Linked DNA regions of Mus musculus: all the other regions are linked to region 1. The links are chromatin contacts, called in public HiChIP or PLAC-seq maps. All regions are on one chromosome and are shown on one strand. The core of a region is the stretch at or near the end of the contact, and the rest is flanking DNA. Distances in the headings are between cores, read along the strand shown. Region 1 holds the start of Fbxo9 (f-box protein 9). Region 2 overlaps Gm34654 (a long non-coding RNA gene). Region 3 overlaps Gm34654 (a long non-coding RNA gene). Region 4 overlaps Gclc (glutamate-cysteine ligase, catalytic subunit).

Evidence for each region. HiChIP or PLAC-seq counts read pairs in DNA pulled down with a chosen protein or histone mark.
Region 2: an H3K4me3 HiChIP or PLAC-seq map of bone marrow-derived macrophages shows a contact between it and region 1, with 6 times the contacts expected there. The contact joins the enhancer-like site here to the promoter of Fbxo9 in region 1. A contact is called at or near these places in 2 of 39 promoter capture datasets (the 3T3-L1 cell line and stem cell-derived epiblast-like cells), 7 of 115 datasets of contacts at active chromatin or transcription factors (bone marrow-derived macrophages, embryonic forebrain, large pre-B cells and 4 more) and 3 of 9 other capture datasets (adipose tissue, liver and macrophages).
Region 3: an H3K27ac HiChIP or PLAC-seq map of hepatocytes shows a contact between it and region 1, with 6 times the contacts expected there. The contact joins the enhancer-like site here to the promoter of Fbxo9 in region 1. A contact is called at or near these places in 1 of 39 promoter capture datasets (liver), 4 of 115 datasets of contacts at active chromatin or transcription factors (embryonic forebrain, extraembryonic endoderm stem cells, hepatocytes and 1 more) and 1 of 9 other capture datasets (macrophages).
Region 4: an HNF4G HiChIP or PLAC-seq map of pancreatic cancer cells shows a contact between it and region 1. The contact joins the enhancer-like site here to the promoter of Fbxo9 in region 1. A contact is called at or near these places in 10 of 39 promoter capture datasets (the 3T3-L1 cell line, the C10 cell line, the HPC-7 cell line and 6 more), 7 of 115 datasets of contacts at active chromatin or transcription factors (bone marrow-derived macrophages, embryonic stem cells, forebrain and 2 more) and 2 of 9 other capture datasets (embryonic stem cells and macrophages).

What each region holds. Positions count from the first base shown.
Region 1 is chr9:78,107,225-78,110,664 of GRCm38.p6, forward strand. Fbxo9 (f-box protein 9) reads right to left here and starts at 1,432. Exons shown (of 13, transcript NM_023605.2): 1 at 1,067-1,432. The coding sequence starts at 1,069. It also overlaps a transcript of Cilk1 not described here.
Region 2 is chr9:77,824,248-77,827,678 of GRCm38.p6, forward strand. All of the region lies in intron 1 of Gm34654 (a long non-coding RNA gene), which reads right to left. Among named protein-coding and RNA genes, the nearest start is that of Gm34654, 26 kb to the right of the region's middle. Within about 2 kb of position 1,569, at least 162 of the 459 cell types and tissues checked have an H3K27ac peak or open chromatin away from gene starts, as enhancers often do. A contact at or near this core is called in adipose tissue, bone marrow-derived macrophages, macrophages and 2 more, where this site is marked.
Region 3 is chr9:77,844,639-77,847,893 of GRCm38.p6, forward strand. All of the region lies in intron 1 of Gm34654 (a long non-coding RNA gene), which reads right to left. Among named protein-coding and RNA genes, the nearest start is that of Gm34654, 5.6 kb to the right of the region's middle. Within about 2 kb of position 1,418, at least 11 of the 459 cell types and tissues checked have an H3K27ac peak or open chromatin away from gene starts, as enhancers often do. A contact at or near this core is called in hepatocytes and liver, where this site is marked.
Region 4 is chr9:77,780,398-77,783,718 of GRCm38.p6, forward strand. It overlaps Gclc (glutamate-cysteine ligase, catalytic subunit), which reads left to right. Exons shown (of 16, transcript NM_010295.2): 5 at 687-745; 6 at 837-970. Among named protein-coding and RNA genes, the nearest start is that of Gclc, 28 kb to the left of the region's middle. Within about 2 kb of position 1,949, at least 36 of the 459 cell types and tissues checked have an H3K27ac peak or open chromatin away from gene starts, as enhancers often do. A contact at or near this core is called in liver and pancreatic cancer cells, where this site is marked.

The DNA of each region.
Region 1 (3,440 bases), core at 182-2,681:
GGAGAGAGGGAGGGAGAGAGAGAGAGATCTGTAAAGAGAATTAGTGATTCTGAATTCTGGGTCATCTTTTCAGATGTGATTAAAAGTTTATCACAGATCACAGTTAATAGGTTTGCTAATATTGAAGATCTGGTACTGCACCAAACCCCACACCATGCCAGGCTAGTCGGAGGCTCAAAAATAACTAGTTGAATACAGAATGCCTATCTCAGAACAGAATCCATTGTTAACCTTGATTTTGACAGTAGGAACTGGAATTTTACTACATTTAGTCGATTTTAATCCCACTTGAAATAAGCAGGAGCTTAGTTAATCATCAGTATTTTCATAGTTGAAAATTACTCAAGCATCATGGTATAGTTTAGTGGGTTAGTTTCTTCGCAGATGAGATTAACTGAACATAAAGAAGGTTAAGGGCTTAATCGTGGTTTGAGGACTACTTTTGAAAGTTTAGAAGAAGAATCAATTAGTGTGTTTTCTGTGCACCAGACTAGTTTCATAAAATAAACCGTTGCAGCCAATTCATGTTAAAAAAAAAAAAAAAGCCACTTGAGTGTTCTCCCAGTCAGTCTGGTATCTTTCATTCTTAAATCATCCAGCCCTAGCCGGAAACTAGTTTCTTAAGTCACTGCAGAGCCTACATACTCCATGCAACAGTCCCGTGAGACCGGAGCTGTCACACATGGAGCTTGGCGCAGTCTCTCCGTCCGCACAGCAGAGAAGCGGCTTAGGCCCTCGCTATCAAGAAACTTGGCAAGAATCCCTCCAAGTCCAGTTTGCCAGCACTGCCTGCGAATATCCTACCAGGGCCACTGACACCTCGAGGGCGTGCGTCCCAAACGTGGAGCTCCCGAAATCATCTATGGGCCGGGCTGCCAGAACAGAAGCGATCAACAAGTGTCACCGCTTGCCAGGGCCACCTCCCTTGTGCAGAAGCCAGGACAGGTCACCTGAGACCCGACTCCCAGCTCGGACAGTCTGGAGTGACCGAAGCGGGCCTTTCCTCGGCTATCCGTCAAACCCTGCCCTCACCACCCGGCCCTTGCTGCCCTCCCTCCTCGGTTACCATGCTGGCCGGCGGCCGGCCCAGTCGAGGGGCTTCCCGCGCCCGGCTCCCGGAGGGGTGGCGGCTGCCCGGTGTCTACTCCTGCCCGTCTGCTGCAGCGCGGCTTAGCAGAGTTCTCGGTCGGAGAAGCGCACCAGGCAGCGGCAATAACTGCGGGCCCGGCGTACGGCAGCCATTTTCGCGGGACAGGGGGCCGGAGGCAGGCGCGCTGCGGCGGCCGGGGACTCGAGCTGCGGAGGGGTCGCCGGTCGCCAGCGGAGGCCGAGCACCGAGCGAAGAGCTGAGCGTCGGCCCAGCAGGAGACGTCTGGACGCAGCGGCGGAGCTGCCTGCTCTGCTGCGGAAACTGCGCCGCCGCGCCGCGCATGCGCAATGCCGTCGTCGCCGTCGCCGCCGCCTGCTTGGCTACCAGCCACCCGTCGCGAGCTAGGGTGATGGGCCTACTGTGTGCAGCCGTCGGTGGAGCTAAGCTGGCCCGCCTCACTCAGCCCGCCTGTTTGATGCTGAGAACACCCAGGCAGGAAGGAGCAGACGTTAGCTCAAAATGTTTGAACCTGAATTTGGAGTAGAGCCCCCTGAGTCGATCCTAATTGGACATTAGGGGACAGTACTTTAGGCGCCCTGGACACTGGGTGCCCTGTCAGAATGAGAAAAGAGAGCGAAAACTCAACAATCATTGAACCCCACAGACTCTGAACCGAAGAAAACGTACGCTCATGTGTGCAGCCGGAGAGTGGTAACAGCCAACGCAAGTCACGTCGAACTACAGATCCCACAATACAACGGGGGAAGGACGGCCCTTTTCAAGGCCTGAAACCCGACTCCTGAAGGAGTGGACACTACAAGGGACGCTGGGATTTGTAGTCAAATGTTCCACGTTGAGCCGGAACTTACACCCACCCACCCCCAACCCGGTGCCACTTCTTACAGTCCAAACATCCGATTCCACGTCAATAGAAGGCACTTGGATTGCACATTTTAGAACTTTTTCACCTACAGGCATATGCTAGCAAAACTTACGGGCTTCCTGGCCTCTGACAGACATTTAGACAACATTTATTGAGTTTCTGTAAGTGTTAGAACCTAACAGCCAGGACGCTACATTCACCCGACTTCACAGAACTTAAAATTTTATTGTGCTACTTTATTCTGGAGCTCAGAAATGAAGTACGTCTTCGGCAAAGACATGGAGGTAAAAGGGGAGGGGTGCAACTTGATTACAGTAAGAAATTGCAAATCCTGTGTATGTTGTCTATTTAGTTAGTTTGTATTCCACTGAGTCCAGTTAATGCTGGAATATTGCCTTATCTTTTGGGCCTGATTTTGTAGAAATTATCATAATTTCAGTAGGCTGATGAATACACCTGTCGTGACATATCCAAAAGACAGCATCTCGGAACACTCTTTCCTGTCCCCGGGCTCTTACATTCTCTCCACCCCATCTTCTTTAATGTTCCCGGAGCTGGGGGCTGGGGAGTGGATATAGATATGTCCCATTTAGGGCTGAGCACTGTCACCTATTCTCGGCAGATTTTGTAAATAATGGAATCCACCTCTAGGTGGAGACTGTCCTTGGCTCCTCCCTTATAGACTAATCTAGTGGGATATAGGTCAGGGACTTGGCCCATGGGATTACCCCTAGGAAGGTGAAATCAATTTAAGACAATGTCATTTTTCTTCCAGAATCTAGGGTGTCATTCCCTAGAAGCCACCATGAGATTCAGGCAGAACCAGGTAAACTTTTTCTAGCTAGAGACCAAGAATGCTTTTACATTCCTTAACTAAAGCTTTGAGCTTCCTTGTCCTCCGAAGTTCCCCTTCCGGTCGTGTTCCACGCCTGTTTCTCTGCTTCAGTCTCATCCTCCTGGCTGTTTCCCGTTTTACAACTCGCCAGTCCTAGTTTTCCTAGTTCTTGAGGTGCTGTCTGTGTCCAAATTTAAATTATTTTATTAATGAGACTAAGAACCCTGGAAGGAGGCTTCTATTTCCTCGGAATCGTATGGTGGCTCTTCGGGGACTTCCCCGAGATTTCTTAACTGCCTTTTAATTCCTTTCTTTAAAAGACTTGCTTACTGTTACTTCTGTGTGTGTACGCTTGTGTAAGTTTATGTGCCACCATGAGTGTGAAGGTTCCTAAACAGGCCAGAAGGTATCAGGTCACCTGCAACTGGACTTAGAGGTGATTGTGAGCCATTTCACATGGATTCTGGAAACCTAAACTGGAGCCCCTTGCAAGAGCAGCAAGTGCTCTTGACAGCCAGACCCAGCCAGACCGTCTCTCACAAAACAACATCAGCTAAACATCAGCTTTCACATGAAGTTTCCACAGTGTTAGAACTAGTCAATTTCATTGAAAGGGTTGAATGTTTAAGGTG
Region 2 (3,431 bases), core at 319-2,818, 280 kb before region 1:
ATATATAATAGACTGGTTTCTAAAGGAAGGCCTCAAGAGACCTTCGGATCCTAATTCATGAGTACTATGTCCCACTGAATAGTCACCGTGTTGGATGATGTGTGTGTGCTAAGCAAGGAGGTCTAATCATGGCTCTGGAGACCATGGAAGAAAGCTTCAAGAATTGGAAAATTCATGGCACATCCCATGTCACCTCAGAATCTAAAGCTGCACTCAGATCAGGTCAGAACGAGCTTCCCTCATGGACCAGAAAACCTGTGCACAAAGGTGTGTGTACAAAAAGAAGAGCTGTGTGGACATACAAAAATCTGAACTGAAATCTCATGCAAATGATATTTCTACACTTGCTGGCCTTTTCCCATATTTTCCTGCCTGAGAACGTCATCAAGTAGAAATAATAATAATTTTGTATAATAGCACACACATTTCTTTTCAAAATTGAACTGTTTCTAGTCTCTTAATTCTTCGTCTTCCTATAGCAAATAAGAATATCCTATTATAACCTGAACTATTAGTGATTCTTACTATATGTGGGATTCCCCTTCTTAATTGCACTTGAGGCCATGTAAGTCAATGAAGCCAGTGGGCACAGCAGTCTGAGCTAGCCAGTAAGCCCTACTTAAACAGACAGCACGTTTTTCTCAGCTTTCTTATGCTTCAGAGAGAGAGAGATCAAAAAATCTGGAAGTATTTTTAACCTATGGGCACTTTTTGAAAATTTTAATTTAATTAAACACTTTAATTAAAAAATAAAATAAAAATAAAAAATTTTAATTTAAAATAGATTTTTAAAATACAATATATTCTAACACAAATCCACACCCTTTCTTTCTCTGTCTTGTTAAACTACAAACAGACATCTAAAAATGTTATAATAATCATAATAAAATTAAATTAAATAAAACAAAAATGAACAAACTAGAATGAGATAGAACAAACAGAGGAAGAAAAAAAGGCAAAGGAAAAACTCAAGAAATGCGTGTAGTCATAGAGGCACACACATTTGCACACACAGAAATCCCACAAAAACACAAAACCAGAAACCATCCTGTAAATGCAAAGAGCCTGTCTGTAAAACAAAACAAACAACAACAATAACAACAAAAACCTGGCAAAGCATTAAGAGACTTTTAATGGCTGTTACCAGAGCTGGACTTCCTGTCCAGCAAGGAGACTAACTGGAAGTGTGGTTAGGAGAGGGTAGAATCATTACTCATCAGGAGAGAGCCGGTGCGGGAGTCTCAGGCCCTCAAGGCGGGCCCCACCCCCACCCCCAGCTGTGCACAGCCTCACAGCTGGAAAGTGCAGTTAGAGGATCCTGCTCCTCTGAGAACTGGCTGTTGGATCTTCCCTCTGTACAGACTGCTGGAGTCCTTTCAACATTTACTAGATGGTCTAACGGTCTACCACCCACAATAACTCTAAAATGTATATCTGAAAACCAACCACACGCTTTTACTGAAAGTTTCACATTGTTGGAAACAATCAAAACCATCTGTCTTACTAATAGATTGAAGTGACAGTGGCCAAGTTCCACCGAAGGCGGAGCCTAACAGTGCTAGGGCAGTCTATTAGCAAAGTGGTATTTGCATGCAAGGCTGAGGTAAGAGAAGAAGGAAGTCTCTAGGGGGATAACTTCCAGGTCAGAATACAAAATACTTTCCTGATTCATGATTTACATGAAATGATTTGAAAGGCATGAGTTGCTTCCCACCAAGTTGAAATTATGGTTGTCACAGAAACACTACGCTGTTAGATCTCACTACTAATAACACTGGAACATTTTGTTTTGAATATGTTTCTCTAGGGGAGAGGAAGTTCAGTTTAACACATGTATTCTTTGCTTTAGACAGAGTAAAAAAAAAATTGACATTCTTCCTCTGACTAAGCCGCTTGCTTTTGTTTCAAATCACAAACACATAAAAAACAAACAAACAAACAAACAAACAAACCCAAACAAACCAAAAACCCGATCAGTGAGAAACCGAGTCATAGGAAGTTAGTGGGAGTCTGAGCACACATCCCTAAGCTGTGGCCTGTCCCCCTCAGTTGTGACCTCTTACCAGCACATCCTTTGTAAGGAGACACTGGCATTCGGTGGAAACCAAAGCACCATCTCCTCTCGGTCTTTTTAGGGGCAGGCTTGTTGACACACATTCATAGCTGTGTGAGCCCTGGGGTGCTCTGGGGGAGGGGCAGGGCTGGGGAAACAGCTGCCCTGTTTATGAGACCTCAGAGTGGCCGGGTGACTGGGTAGCATAGAATCCCTATGGCCAATATTTTTAGATGGGCGTAGGAAATATCAAGAATACAAATTCAGGCAAAATAATAAATGATCTGAAGCAGGCTCAGACTCAGGAGAGCAGGAGCCAGGAGCAGTGAGGGGAATGGAGAAAGTCCAAGCAAGCAGGTGACAGACTTACAACAGGAAACCATGAGATTTCGGAAGGGTAATGCAGCCGCTAAATCTAAATAAATCGATTTTTACCTAAATGACTATTTTTGTGGTACTGTAAGTCAAACCTATAATGTATTTCTCTAAATACGTCTGGAGAACTCAAGGTAACATTAGGTTTTATAATGAACTTTATTAAACACAGCATCACAAGTATGGTATAAGAAAAACACTGATAAACTGGATTATTTTGATGGGTGGTGGTGATGGTGGTGGCAGTGTGTGTTTGTGTGTGACAAAAGCATGTGTGGAATCAGAAAACAACTTGTGGAATTTGGTTCTCACCTCCCATCTTCTCTAAGCAAGGTCTGTTTGTGCTGTTGTATGTTGTCCAAGCTAGTGTTCCTGCCACCCGTCTGGAGTGCTGGAACTGCAGAGATGTGTCATCGATTTGGCTGTTGTTGTTGTTACTATTGTTGTTATTTTACTGTGTGTGTGTTCGTGTGTGTGTGTGTGTGTGTGTGTGTGTGTGTGTGTGTGTGTGTCCTCACCCACATGTGGGTGTCAGAGCCAGCTTATGGACATCAGTTCAGTTCTCTCCTTCCTTCCACCATGAGGGTTCCTGTGATCAAACTCAATTCAGTGGGTTTGCCTGGAAATTGAGCCATTCGGTCAGCCCAATAAACTAGATTTAAATTTTTAAAAAAGCTCTACAAGGCTCTGGTATGTATACACACACACATACACACACACTAATAATAATAATAATAATAATAATAATAATAATAATAATAATAATTTCTTTTTAATCTTCAAAAATAAATCCAGTGCTCTACATGGCTGGTAGGTGGTGGGGTCAGTACATAAACACTTGCCCACCATAACGTCTAGAGTTTGGTCCCCAGAATGCACATAGAAACCAGGCTGGTATGATAGCCACCAGGATTCCAGAGTTCTGAAGACAAAGACAGGGTGTCCTGGGCCAGCTTGCCAACGAGCCAAACACATAGCTCTTGGTTCACTATTAAACCCTCCC
Region 3 (3,255 bases), core at 168-2,667, 260 kb before region 1:
CAGTTTAAACCAGGCATGGTGATGCATGCCTGCAATCCTAGCACCATGGGGGACTGAGAGAAGAGGACCATGAGATGTAGCCTGCCTAGGCTATGTGGTGAGTTTCAGGCTAGCCTGTGCTACAGTTACATGCTGTTTCATAGGAACTAAATGATGTTTTAAGTTACTTCTCTACTTTCAATGGAATAGGCATGTTTTACTCTTTTTAAATTAGATGTGTGTACATTTACATTAAGCTAAGGATCAGGTAGACAAGTCATTTCAATTCTGTCTCCTTTGATTTGACAAGAAATCCTCCACTTTCTGTTTGAAGAAGTCAAATTGACTAGCATGGCAGTGCTTAGTGCCATTAGATTGTGATGCTCAGCTTTCGATGCCAGTCCGACTTAATTAGAATCTCCTAAGTTATGCCCCTCTGGGAAGGTCTATAAGGTTTTATCAGAAAGGCTCAACTATAGAGTGGTTAGGACCACCCCATGGATATGAGTCCCAGGTCAAATAGAAGGCAAGTAGAGAAAGCCAGAGGAGGCCAACATCCATCTCTCTCTCTCTTTCTACTTCGTGAATCTCTTCTATGTGAGCAACTCCATGTCCCTGCCACCACAGCTGAGCACAGCTCCTGCTGTCATGGCTTCCCTACCTGGTGGGCTGCATCTCTTTAAACCATGACCCACAGAAATCATTGTTCCCTTAAGTTGCTTCTGCGAAGCATTCTGCCCCAAGGAGGAAAGTAATACACAATGGATTTACAGGGCAAAATGTAAAGATGTTCTTACATTTAGGAAATGTGTGTACTAGTTTGAGAACAATACATGGGCATTTCTGTTTCAATTCAGTATGCAGATGGAATTACTATATAGTTTAGAGCGGAATACATAGACATTGAGGCAAAATAGTAGATAGTATATGCTATTGTTATAAATCCAACTGCATAGACTGTAGAATTAGAAAGGGAACAGTTAACACTAGGCAAGAACTAGAGGCGAAGGAGGCATTTCCAAATGCCATGAGTTCTAGGTGAAGAGAACCGCGTAGGCAAGGACACCGAGGCATGCCTTCCATCATTCATTAGATCATTTGACAACTGTTGAATAAACAGCTCACCTGGGGCTCAAAGCCAGTCATTGCTGAGCGGAGCTTAAGGATGCGGTCATGTGCCCTACCTTCAGGGCTTTAGGATGGAGTTCAGTCTGATAACCCAGTACCTACTGCGTGATGAGCTCATACTGAGTACGTGTTAGAATAAGGTTCATGGCCCCTTTCACAATGCAGTCTGTTGATTGGCATCTTCTATCTAGTTCACCCATATTCTTTCATAATTCATAAGACTGTTTTCTCTGGCTGCTCTCACAGGTCTGAGCCATCAGCACATTTGTTCACTAGGACCAGCGATGGGAATCCTAGCCAAGATGTGTGGGCTGATTCGTGGTCTGACCAGAGCCACCTAAGGACAGGTTAAAGGGTGCTCTTGGCTCAGAGTAAATACTGTTTTCATCTGGCAGCCGGAACACTAAGTCCTATGGGGATAAAAAACAACAATGACCTGCTTAGCTGTCAGCAACTGGAGGCGAGTGAAGGCAAACAGAATCACATGCCTCACCCTGCCTCATTTCTGGTTTGCATTCATACTCTGTGTTCAATATCCATTGTACTTCGGTTGCTGCTGTTGCAGCTCTTCCTTGGCCTAGTTGTCTGCTCTGTGTGTGTGTGTGTGTGTGTGTGTGTGTGTGTGTGTACACTGTCACTGTCTTCACACACACCAGAAGAGGACATTGGATCCCATTACAGATGGTTGTGATCCACCGTGTGGTTGCTGAGAATTAAATTCAGGACCTCTAGTAGAGTAGTCAGTGCTCTCAACCGCTGAGCCATCTCTCTACCCGGGATTCTTGACCTCTGTCAGACACTACATATGGAGCAGCATCGGGAACAGACGGACATGCTTCAAGCTTCTGGAAGCTGGAAGCTCAAGATGAAGATTCAGGAAACTAGTGAGGACTGCTTTCTTCCCAAGATGGTGCTTTGTGGGACCTCAGTTGGCAGACGATGGAGGAGCAGAAGGACCACACTTTCTCTGTCAGACCACTTCACAATCCATTCATGAACTTGAGCCCCTTAGCCTTACGACCTTCCCAAACTTTCTACCTTCAAGCACTGTCCCACTGGGGACCTGTTCTCTGTGCATGGGTTTGAACACACATTTAGGTCGCATCAGGCACCAAGTATTTCCTACCAATCTGACAAACTATAATTAAGAGTGTGGACTTACATTCCCAGCGTGACTTTGAGCAAGGCATATGTGGGTCTCAGTTTCAAGACTAAGATGAGAGTAAGTTTAGAACTTAAGTCATTGAGTTATCATGAGAAGGTAAAAGAAAGCCAATGACCTTTATAGTGATCAATAAAGGAAGCTGAGGGCAGGAGATCCCAGGGAGGGAAGGCTATTGAAGTTCTGTGCATAGTAACGAGGTGCCAGGTAGGTCTCTGTGCACATGCTAATGAAGGATAAAGGTATAGGGGTGGGGGGAGGAAAGTAGATGCTCATATATGTGCCAGTAGACAGGAAAGACAGTTCCTGTAATTCAGTGCATGTCCAATTTCCTCATGAGGCACTATCAGTTTCTTCTTCAACTGGTTAGTAGAACCTGTTAGCCAAAGCACAACCTGACCTTTTAATATTTCTGATACAAGTGCTGTCTGAAGGAGGAAGTACCTCTTTCACAGTCAGAAATTATTTAATTCCTGCCTGGCATTAGAACACTTGTGCCTGATATACCTGTAGCAGATATTAGCTTTTAATACTTGTTACTAAATATTCCTGAAGCTGTACTCTTACACCACCCCAGGAATTTCACTCCTGAATCCCCCACCTCCCTCTCTTCTTTCCCTCCTCCCTCCCTCCTAAATGATTCTTTACAGCATTCAAGAACTTCCATAATACAAAGTCTTCTCTTTGATTTTGTGAAAGCAAAGATGGAACATAGATTTATAATTATTTTGAAAACTCAGCAGAGAAACACTGTCTTAAACAAATAAATAAACAAATAAAGAATGCCAAAATTTCAAGTTTTGGCAGTCCCCAATAAGGATGTAGAACTGACTCTTAAATATGAAGACATCTTCAATCTCACTAAAAAGAATGTATATTGAAACAATATTGGGTCTATTTCCAACTTATCAGAATAGTAAAGTCAGAAGACTGATGGTCCTAAATTGATGAGGTAGTTCCATATTGCTAGTGGAATATCATAGACA
Region 4 (3,321 bases), core at 699-3,198, 330 kb before region 1:
GAAAACACTGAGCTGCTGCAAAGATGGATCATGATGATTATAAAAGCTACCCAGAATCCCTCACGGGAAAGGCCAGCACAGGAGGTCCTCGTGTCCTGACTGAGGGATCAAAGCAGGAGTCATATAACATAAAATAAGTGAACCTTGGTTTCATAATTTATCAAACCTCATCTATCTAAAGTGTTGCTGCAATTTAGAGTCAGTTCAAAAATCTGAGAGGAATTTTTTTTCCTCTCTTTGTGCTGTTAAAATTGTGAGTTTGAATTAGGACCAGTGACTGCAAGTGTCGGTGGCCATAATGTGCGCATCAGGTAAGAATCAGTCTGTGTTTTGGATCGGGGGCTGAAGCAAGTGATTTTGAGACTTCAGTGATAACCAAAACCTAAGTTCTTAAATTTGACTAAAATCATTGGAATTTTCATGAGTAATGTTAGAATTAGCTGGACTGTGGTTGCCATGAACACCTGTGCTGACTAGGTGAGCAAGAAGGGGTGGTCCCCAGGCAGAGCGCAGGAACTGCTGCTCACCAGTCCCCTTTCAGGAAACCCTTAGGGTAGCATGTCACGTGCCATGAGCCAGTCTCGGATTTTTAGTTTGCGGTAGGATTCAGTTCCATTCAGTTCGATGTGCTCAGATTCTAATGTGGCAGTTGTTGGGTGACCTGTCCTTTTGTTTGCTTGCTGTAGTACTCTAACAAGAAACATCCGGCATCGGAGAGGAGAAAAGGTTGTCATCAATGTGCCAAGTAAGTGGGTGGGGCTGGGCTGGGGCTGGGGCAGCATAGTCCAACCGGCAGCCTTGATTCTCAGCTCCTCTTCTTTTCATTAATAATGCAGTATTCAAGGACAAGAATACACCATCTCCATTTGTAGAAACATTTCCAGAAGATGCGGAGGCATCAAAGGCTTCTCAGCCAGACCATATCTACATGGATGCCATGGGATTCGGGATGGGCAACTGCTGTCTCCAGGTATTGCCTGTGTTGTATGGAGACTTAAATGTCCTCTTCACTATGCATGTGTCTGGTTTAAAGTCACCTTCTAATCTGATTCGAAAGATAGCTTACCTTCTGAAAAATGATGTTGCTTTAGTAAAGTCTTTTGTAGCTGTCTTTTGACTGAAAATTCACAGTTTACCACAGAGGTGTGTGGTTGTTACTAAACTTGGTATCTATTGGTAAACAGATGTTGGTGAATGCCCTTTTTAGATGCCTGATTTTTTACCGCCATCTAGTGACAGCCTTTGAGGATATTATACAAGGCTCAGATCTCTATTTCTGAAAATGACCTCTGGTGAGAGAATCCAGTGACTTTATGATCCAAGGGCAAAGGTTGTTTGGCATTTAAATTTTTATTCTTGTGCAAAGCTACCTCGTGGTTTAAAAGGAATAAATATTTAACAGTCTTTGCCTTGCCCCTGGCTAAATTACACTAGAGATACAATAGTATTTCTCTGTTCGAACAGTTAAAATTTTTGCTGGGACTAATCAAATAACTGATGGCCTCCAACAGTGACTGCACCAGGCTCCCTCAGGAGCAGAGTGGGGAGTGCAGTCTCCCAGCCCACACAGGCCCGTGGTCGTCTCTGCCCTTGCTGCCTCCATGCTGAGCTGGCTTACTTAGTTAAACTGACTGTAGCCACAGCACAAAGGGCACAAAACTCAGCATTCTTTTCTTAGGGCTGCAGCTGTACACACAGTTGTCACATTAGCCTCCCAACTGTTATTTTTGAAAGTACAGATAATTTAGATTTAATACCCAAGTCAGACTTTCCCATGCTACATGTTTCTATAGCATGAAAAGGTATTTTGTTTCCTTTGCATATTTAAGTAGAATCAGATATGTAGCCTCCAAACAGACGCCAGAATGTTCCCTTAAGAACGGTCACACATCATTTAAAACAAGGCTGACTTTTGACTGTGTTACCCGCTTTCTTATCTTAAGTACAAACATTTCTGGAATTAATCATTAAGCTGCAGCACTTAAAATGTGTGGCTTCAGTATTCTGGGAGTGTTCTTGGAACCCAGCCCTTCCTTGGCTTAATATTGAACCAGGGTCTTTCAGGGTTGCACAAAGTGACAGTCTCGCTTGAGACACTTGATTTATGCAAATAAGTGAGTCCTACTGGTGGGGACAAGCATTTTCATGTAAAGACACAGTTGTCTAATCTATTTAAGGTATGAGTTTAGTACTTCCCCCAACATAACCAGTTACAGTATCCCACTTCAAAAGGTTGTAGTGACACAATGAGATGAACTCAGAAGTAGCTACAAAAGTCCCTGCCTTATATCTTCTGACTGGGACCTGAAAGAAGTATTTATTATAGAAAAGCACAAAAAGAAATGGTAAGTACTTTTTTAGTTAATAGTAGACTTAACTGGACAAAACAAAACTCCTCCAAGTTTGTGAGCTTGCTGAGTGCTATAGTGCTTGCCTGGCATCCCAGTGCTACAGAGGGAGTGTGAGCTCAGGCCAGTGTGGGTTCCATATCCAGACCATCTCAGAGAAGTAAATCTTTACACTTCAGAAAAAGGCCATGGCCTGCTATGGATTTTTTTTCCTCCTCCTTTTTTCTACTTAAGAGAATTATGTGGTTTCAAAACCAGATTCTAGGTAAGTGTCGGGTTTGGTTTCTCATCTCCGTGTTTCACAGGTCCTCCTTCCCTCCTGTCAGTGTCCTAGTGACGTCTCCTCCCGTGGGATCTCTTAGGAGGGCAACAGAAGCCAGCCTTCCCGTGCTATGCCTTTGTCAGGGGTCAGAGCTCCTTGGTTTTGCTTTCCCCACCAAAGTCACTGTTTATGAAAGTCACCGTTTAGCGTGGCGTTCCGCTTGACTTGATGCGCAGAGTGTTTCGGCTCTAGAGACAGGAAGGCAGTTAGGAAATCTACTTACGATAACTGTTGTTACACTGCAACTTGGAAATCCCAGTCCCTCCTCTTCATAGAGTTTTCTAAAGCTGGGTTTTTCAGGATGTACCTACGAATCCTACTCTGTCCCAAGCTACCAAGGAAAGACACCATCCTAGAAAAGTTGTCACTGCAGTATCTTTGCAAAACTAAAGAGTAATGCACAGGAACATGCCTAACAGTCACAGGACAGACATAGATCTAAGAAACACATGTCCAACAGACTCTGTCTGCGTCACAACACCCAGAAACACGTGACTGTCTTACATCTCAGCATCCTCTTTCCTTCATGACCTTCTGTCAATTTAGTAAATAGGTAATAAACACTGCCCCACATTCTTGGGACAGAAAACATCAAGACAGAATCCTGGTGATAGGACCACAGACAGTGAGCAGTACTCTGCCTATCCTGCT